2 separate regions of the Mus musculus genome follow, and region 2 is linked to region 1. The links are chromatin contacts, called in public Hi-C maps. All regions are on one chromosome and are shown on one strand. Each heading gives the region's core, a stretch centred on a gene start, on an enhancer-like site or on the middle of the called end of the contact. The rest is flanking DNA. Distances are from core to core; before and after follow the strand shown. Region 1 overlaps Myo1d (myosin ID). Region 2 overlaps Myo1d (myosin ID).

Region 1 (2,894 bases), core at 322-2,821:
TTTAGCCAGGTGGCAGTGGCGCATGCCTTTGATCCCAGCTCTCAGGAGGCAGAGGCAGGTAGATCTCTGAGTTTGAGGCCAGACTGGCGGGCAGAGGAAGTTCCAGGACAGCCAGGGCTACATAGAGAAACCCTGTCTCAAAAACCAAAAATCAAAACAACCAAACAAAAAACTATTTTGAAACTTCTTCACTTTTCTCTGTTCCTCAAATAATAGGCAATTTCCTAAAGTTTTATAAATAGGAAAGGTATAAAAACATTTTTAAACCTAAAAAACAAATTACAGGGTATGAACATTGGGTATTGGCTTATGATTTGCATCTTTTCAACAGTGTTGCTAGAGGCCTTTCTAATCCTCATGATTCACTACAGAAATTTTGTTTTAATCTTTCTGAGACAGCAAATACACACAACAAAACTAGAACACTGTAGTATTAAAAAATTAATATAACATATTGCTTAAGAAAGGAATCACTGTTTAATATAGAAAAATCATTTATTTCATAATATTCATCATAAACTAGATTTCCCCTAACATACTATTGATCCTACAGTCTGTATTACTTCATTTCTATTAAAGAGTTCTTAGCGCCTGGGTTGGACACAATTCCAGAGTAGTGTGCCTTTCAGGGACATTCTCTCTCACATGGTGTTCATGTCCCTCTTCACGGTCCCGCACGAATCTAACGTATGAAATCAGCTAACGTGGCCTTCATGTGACACCAAAGGGAAGGGCGTGCCTGTATTGAAGAGATGTAACATCCATACAGGTCATTGACAAACCTCAACACCAAAGAACAAGCTGCCTCCCTTTAAAGGCTAAAGCGTATAATTACTTTTTAAGCCATGCAGTTAATGTTATACACAGACAGTCAGACAGCGGAGACTCTCTGAAGTCATACATGCAGCAGGTAGAGGTCAAGGCAATGAAGAGCTCCTATTGCAGCCTGCCCTCTGCAACACACACATGCTCTCGTCGTCATTTTGTTTTGTGTGAGGCAGGCCCTTGTATGGCCCAGGCTGGCTCTGAATGCCTTCTCCTCCACCTCCCTGTGCAAGGTTTGAAGGCGTGGACCAGTGCACTCAGCTGGCCACATACTTCTAGGATAAATTTTCAATAGCCATAGAGTTTTCGGACCATAAGCCCACAAAAGCAGGTTGGGGGCTTTGTAGAAACTCTGTCCATGGTAGGAGCAATCCACAGAGTAGTAACCTAGCCTGTCCTAACCCAGAATGCCACGCCTAGAGGTCTACACCCCAAAACCTGACAGTCTCTTGGAATGTGTGGAAGTGGTGGTTGGTGGATCATGGTAATGATGAAGGACCTTTCCCAGTCTGCTTATCTGTGTTTCTAAGAACCACGGGCTCCTGACTTCACAGAAGTCACCTTTCAGCGTGAGGACACAGCCCACATGATATGTTAACAGCAAGGCAGGATGGGGAAGCATGGCATTTATTCTGTTCCCCTGATCACTTTGAATGTCACATTTCTTATCTGTAAAATTGGGATAAAAATACCTGCCTCCACAGAGATTAACCTAAATCGGGAAACAATGTGAACTGCCTCGTGCCATCTCTGTCAGGTACTTGGTGACTGATATGTTTGATGTTCCACTGTATAGAGCGTGCTGGAAATACACAAGGGAAAGCTGCTCACCGTGTCGAGCAAGACAAATGCTCCTTTTTCCACAGTGTGGTCAGTCTTCAGCAATGGAGCAGATCGGAAAACCTCCAGCAAACCTACACAGACACATAGCCAGCTGCCCTCAGCTTTCTGGTCTCTGGTCTAAATAAGCCTTTGACCCTGTCTGTCTGTATGACAGTGGCATTGCAGGATGTGAACTGGCCGAGTTGAAATGCCTTCCTGGGGGCTGTCCTATGGGCATGTGAACACATTTTCCATATGTAGGAGCATAAAGATTTAGGAAAGCAGTGGGTACTCTTAAATGATTATCCCCAAGCTGTGTGCACCCCACCACAACCCCCACCCAAAGCTCCTTTGTCTGAAACTCAGAAGGTTCTGGGAAGGAGCCAGCATGCAGGAATTTAAAAGACAACTGCTACAGAACAAAAATGTGTGCTAAAAATACTAAAACCAACAAGGATTCATCATCTGAAAGCAGAGCAGACTGCATGTGCCCCTGCTTCTGGGCCCCGCTCACTCCTTGATGGCTCTGTGCTATTCGGGGGTGACAGTAATTATGGAGCTGGAGTGCTCCTTGGCAGAGGCAGACAGAGCTTGGAGCAGAGGAATGGTTTCCATGGCAATGGCATCAGCATCTGAATGACTTCCTGTCACAACAAGTTTGTGATTTAATGAGTTCATCACCGAATTCCAAAGGAAAGCCAGAGTAGATGAGCTACTGTTGAGAGCTTGGAGTGGCTCATCCCAGTGTCTGTGTGTGTGTGTGTGTGTGTGTGTGTGTGTGTGTGTGTGTGTGTAGGGGGAGGGGGCCTCCCGTCCAGTGCAGCATGGGAAGGGACCAGGTGCTCTGTGTGGGATTAGGAGCCCTGTGGCAGTGTACCAAGAAGAGGGAGTCTAGACAAAATCTGTTCTAGGAGGGCTGCCTTGCTGTTCTCTGAGTTGAAAGAATCACAGTCCTCCTGCGAAGCTCACCCTTCTCAAACCTGAGGAAAGGGATGGATCACAGGAGTTCAGTTCAGAGCTTCAGACACAGGTCCTTTAGAAAGTAAAGGCATAAGAGAAAGACCTCAAATTCTAGCATTCTTGTTGTGTGTGACCAGAAGGAAAGGGGAACGAACGCAGGGTACCTGGTCACACTCCGTCACAGTACAGGGAGAAGTATTTAACATGGAGCAGAAGTCAATCACTGAGACCCCTCCCAGAACTGAAACCTCATCTGTGGCCAGTAGCATATACAACTTGAATTGAGG
Region 2 (3,164 bases), core at 77-2,576, 84 kb before region 1:
CACCTTGCCTCAACCCATTTTCCGGAATTCGGCATGTTTTATACCCTATACCCTGACCTCTGCTCTCACGGGATGTTCTGTCAGGTTCCTACATGACATTCCTTGGAAACCCCTGAGCCTTGCAGTCTGGGGACTATAAAAACCCCACCTCTCCTATGTTTGGTGCTGACCTTCCTAACTTTTGTGTTTTATTTTTGAAACAAGACCTCATTTTTAAAATATTTAAATGCTTCTTTCTTAATTTTTGAGATAAGGTCTCCTTAGGTAAGCTAGGTTGGCCTTGAACTCACTATAAAGAATTTCTGATCCTCCTCTAAATCTGAACTGAATTAAAATGCTTTTAGCTGGACATGTAGTGGTTCACATGTGGAACCCCAGCACTTGGGAGACAGCAGCAGGATTCTGTGGCTGAGCCTGCCGCTCTGAGAAGTGTCACTGGTTACTTGGTGGGCCTTTGTGACATTTGGTGAAAGCGAACATTGATATACTAAGAAGGTAGAGGAGTGGTTTAGAAATTGTACCTGGAGTTCTAAACTACGAGTGAAGGCAAACACATAAGGTAATGGGAGAATAATCATACTCCCTTATACAACAATAAGCCCATTTTATATGCTATACATAATCTAATGCAATGCACATGTGTGTGGATATGGTATACATAATAAACAACTGAAAACTGTTTTGACAGCTGTTGAAGTGACGGCAGGATGAGTGTTGGTGAGACAGGTAAATGCCCAGGTTTTGAAATTTGAACAGAACATACATGCATAGTATCGGCAGATATGACATTAAGTCCTAGAAGAAGCAGCTAAAATAGTTTGGGAAGAACAAGCGTGCAGGATGGGAAAGTAAGCTCAGGTGACAGGGAAAGGGTTACTTACTGTCTTTTAGGATAAGTGTTTTTTATGCTATTTTTTTCAACAATCTAAAACCTAGATAAGCCAGCTACACAAACGGAACAAGTGAAGCCTGTCCTTAAAAAGCACTTCCGGAATGCTTTCAACGTTTCCAACCAAAACTGTTTTAATAAAAAGCTTTACAAAATGCTTCTTGGAAATTAGAAGATTGGCTTTGTATAAAGTGGGCACCAGAGAATCTCAATTTTCTCCCCCTCTGAAAAGCAAAGCCCCAAACAGTAGGAAACTTGAAGTGTGTTTTGTCTAAGAAATTGAATCACACACTTCCACCCTCTAATTGTGTTCCCTTTGGTTTCTCAAGATACCAAAGAAGGGGCCTTTATTTTAGCACTCGGGTGGGGGCGTAGCACAGCCATCTGCACAGCACATTCGGCTACAGGAAGGAGCCGCTGAGACTAAAAAGGGTTCTGTTCCGTGCCACGTGAGAGCACGAGATGGTTTTCATTGCCTCATTGTCTTCCAGTACTGGTGATACGTGAACCCCAGATTGCCATCACACACGTTGCTCACACACCACGTTTCCCTATGTATTGCGGGTTTTCTTGCCCCATCGGGCTCCCTTGATAACCTCCTCCCATGTGGTCTGCATACAAATCTGTGCGCTTGCTCACGCCGTGCCACAGGCTGTGGAGGGAGAACGTGCCAGCACACAGTGAGCACTCAGCCGCAGGAAGACAGCCTCACAACAGCTAAATGGAGGAGCTGGTGCAAGTGTGTCTCGGGAGAATTCAGGGGCACAGATGGGGATTCAAGAGGAATTACAGGAACCCTGGGGGAGGCTGGAGAAGCCGTACTGTGAGCTTTGAATTCGCGGTTGAAACCAGAGGGAAATGACACAAGCCACCGAAGGATAGGACTGGGTGATTAAGGCACAGCGGTGACTAGCAAGGGATCTGGGGGTAGCATTCGGCAAAGAGAGTATGGTTAGTCATCTGAGGTCACAGAGCCTCTGTGGCAGAAAAGAACAGAAAGGGGCACATACTGGAAACAGTAGGAAAGAAAACAAATTCAGTGATTGAGAGAAAGAGTCAGAGAAGGGCCCTTGATCAGTCAAAGATTACATTAAATTCGGCTTTCTCAAAAGATTGTAAACTAGGAGTACCTGGATACAGGAGCTTGAAAAGATCTAAGTATCTCTGATGTGATGCTTGGACAGATTTGGTGTTTGTATATTGTCTGATTATCAAGTGCTGAAGCCCAGGGAAACTTAATGTGATCCTGATGGTCTCTTCGGCCCTCTCCCCAGGGGTGAATATACTAAGTTCTCACGACTGTATCGTGCCTAGGAAAAGCTGGAGCGTAGGCTTTGTGTAAATCCACTTAGCGCCGGTGTGCTATCTGTGTGAAGCTGCATTTCTGAAGCACTGTAGATGCTTACGGCATTTGGCTCTGACTCATCTTACTTGACTTCAGCTTTCCTAAAATATTTATCCATCTACAGATACTTGCATTTTGGTTTCCTTCATTTTGTGATAATAAAGTTAAAACAAAACTGCTTTAAATACCACACACACTTCTCTATAAAATTATGATTGGCTGGGGAGTGGGGGTGAGGGGGAACGACCATGATTCCTCACGCCATCTATTGGCAGCAGATGGAATAGACAGGCTTTGTCTCTTTTTGGTGGTGGTGGTTTTAGTGTATGTTAGTTTGTTTGAGACCCGTTTTCTCTGTGTAGTTCTGGCTGTCCTAGAACTCACTCTTTAGACCAGGCTGGCCTTGAACTCAGAGATCTATGTGCCTCTGGCACACGCCACCACCCACCACCCCTGCATTGATTTTCACTGCAATCAGGTTACCAGCTGAGCTTGTTAAGCCGAGGAACCATCTGAAATGCCAAAGTCACTACTACTTAGTCAGCCAGCAATGTTTTCAGTTTCCTTTCTCTCTCACGAAGGTGTGGCGTGGCACCCTGGCCCGCATGCGGTACAAGAGGACCAAGGCAGCTCTGACAATAATCAGGTACTACAGGCGCTATAAAGTGAAGTCGTACATCCACGAGGTGGCCAGACGATTCCACGGTGTCAAGAACATGAGGGACTATGGGAAGCATGTGAAGTGGCCAACCCCACCAAAAGTCCTGCGGCGTTTCGAGGAGGCCCTGCAGTCGATTTTTAATAGGTAAGAACTGGTTGGCAAGTGCCACATTTCCTATCCAGTGGCATGCTCCCAAATCCTGGGCCATGGTAGTGGCTCAGCTCTCTGCTGTTATGACGCCTGCCTCTCCCTCTGCCTTGAGTTTGATC

What was found. A called contact is a pair of places that touch in the nucleus more often than the background predicts.
Region 2: a Hi-C map of cerebral cortex shows a contact between it and region 1, with 2.5 times the contacts expected there. The contact joins two enhancer-like sites. A contact is called at or near these places in 4 of 484 Hi-C or Micro-C datasets (cerebral cortex, cortical neurons and nephron progenitors) and 5 of 115 datasets of contacts at active chromatin or transcription factors (embryonic basal ganglia, embryonic forebrain, embryonic stem cells and 1 more).

Annotation. Positions count from the first base shown.
Region 1 is chr11:80,518,083-80,520,976 of GRCm38.p6, reverse strand. All of the region lies in intron 21 of Myo1d (myosin ID), which reads left to right. Among named protein-coding and RNA genes, the nearest start is that of Gm31109, 10 kb to the right of the region's middle. Within about 2 kb of position 1,571, at least 76 of the 459 cell types and tissues checked have an H3K27ac peak or open chromatin away from gene starts, as enhancers often do. A contact at or near this core is called in cerebral cortex, cortical neurons, embryonic forebrain and 1 more, where this site is marked.
Region 2 is chr11:80,601,458-80,604,621 of GRCm38.p6, reverse strand. Myo1d (myosin ID) reads left to right here. Exons shown (of 22, transcript NM_177390.3): 17 at 2,816-3,039. Among named protein-coding and RNA genes, the nearest start is that of Gm38907, 16 kb to the left of the region's middle. Within about 2 kb of position 1,326, at least 131 of the 459 cell types and tissues checked have an H3K27ac peak or open chromatin away from gene starts, as enhancers often do. A contact at or near this core is called in cerebral cortex, cortical neurons, embryonic forebrain and 1 more, where this site is marked.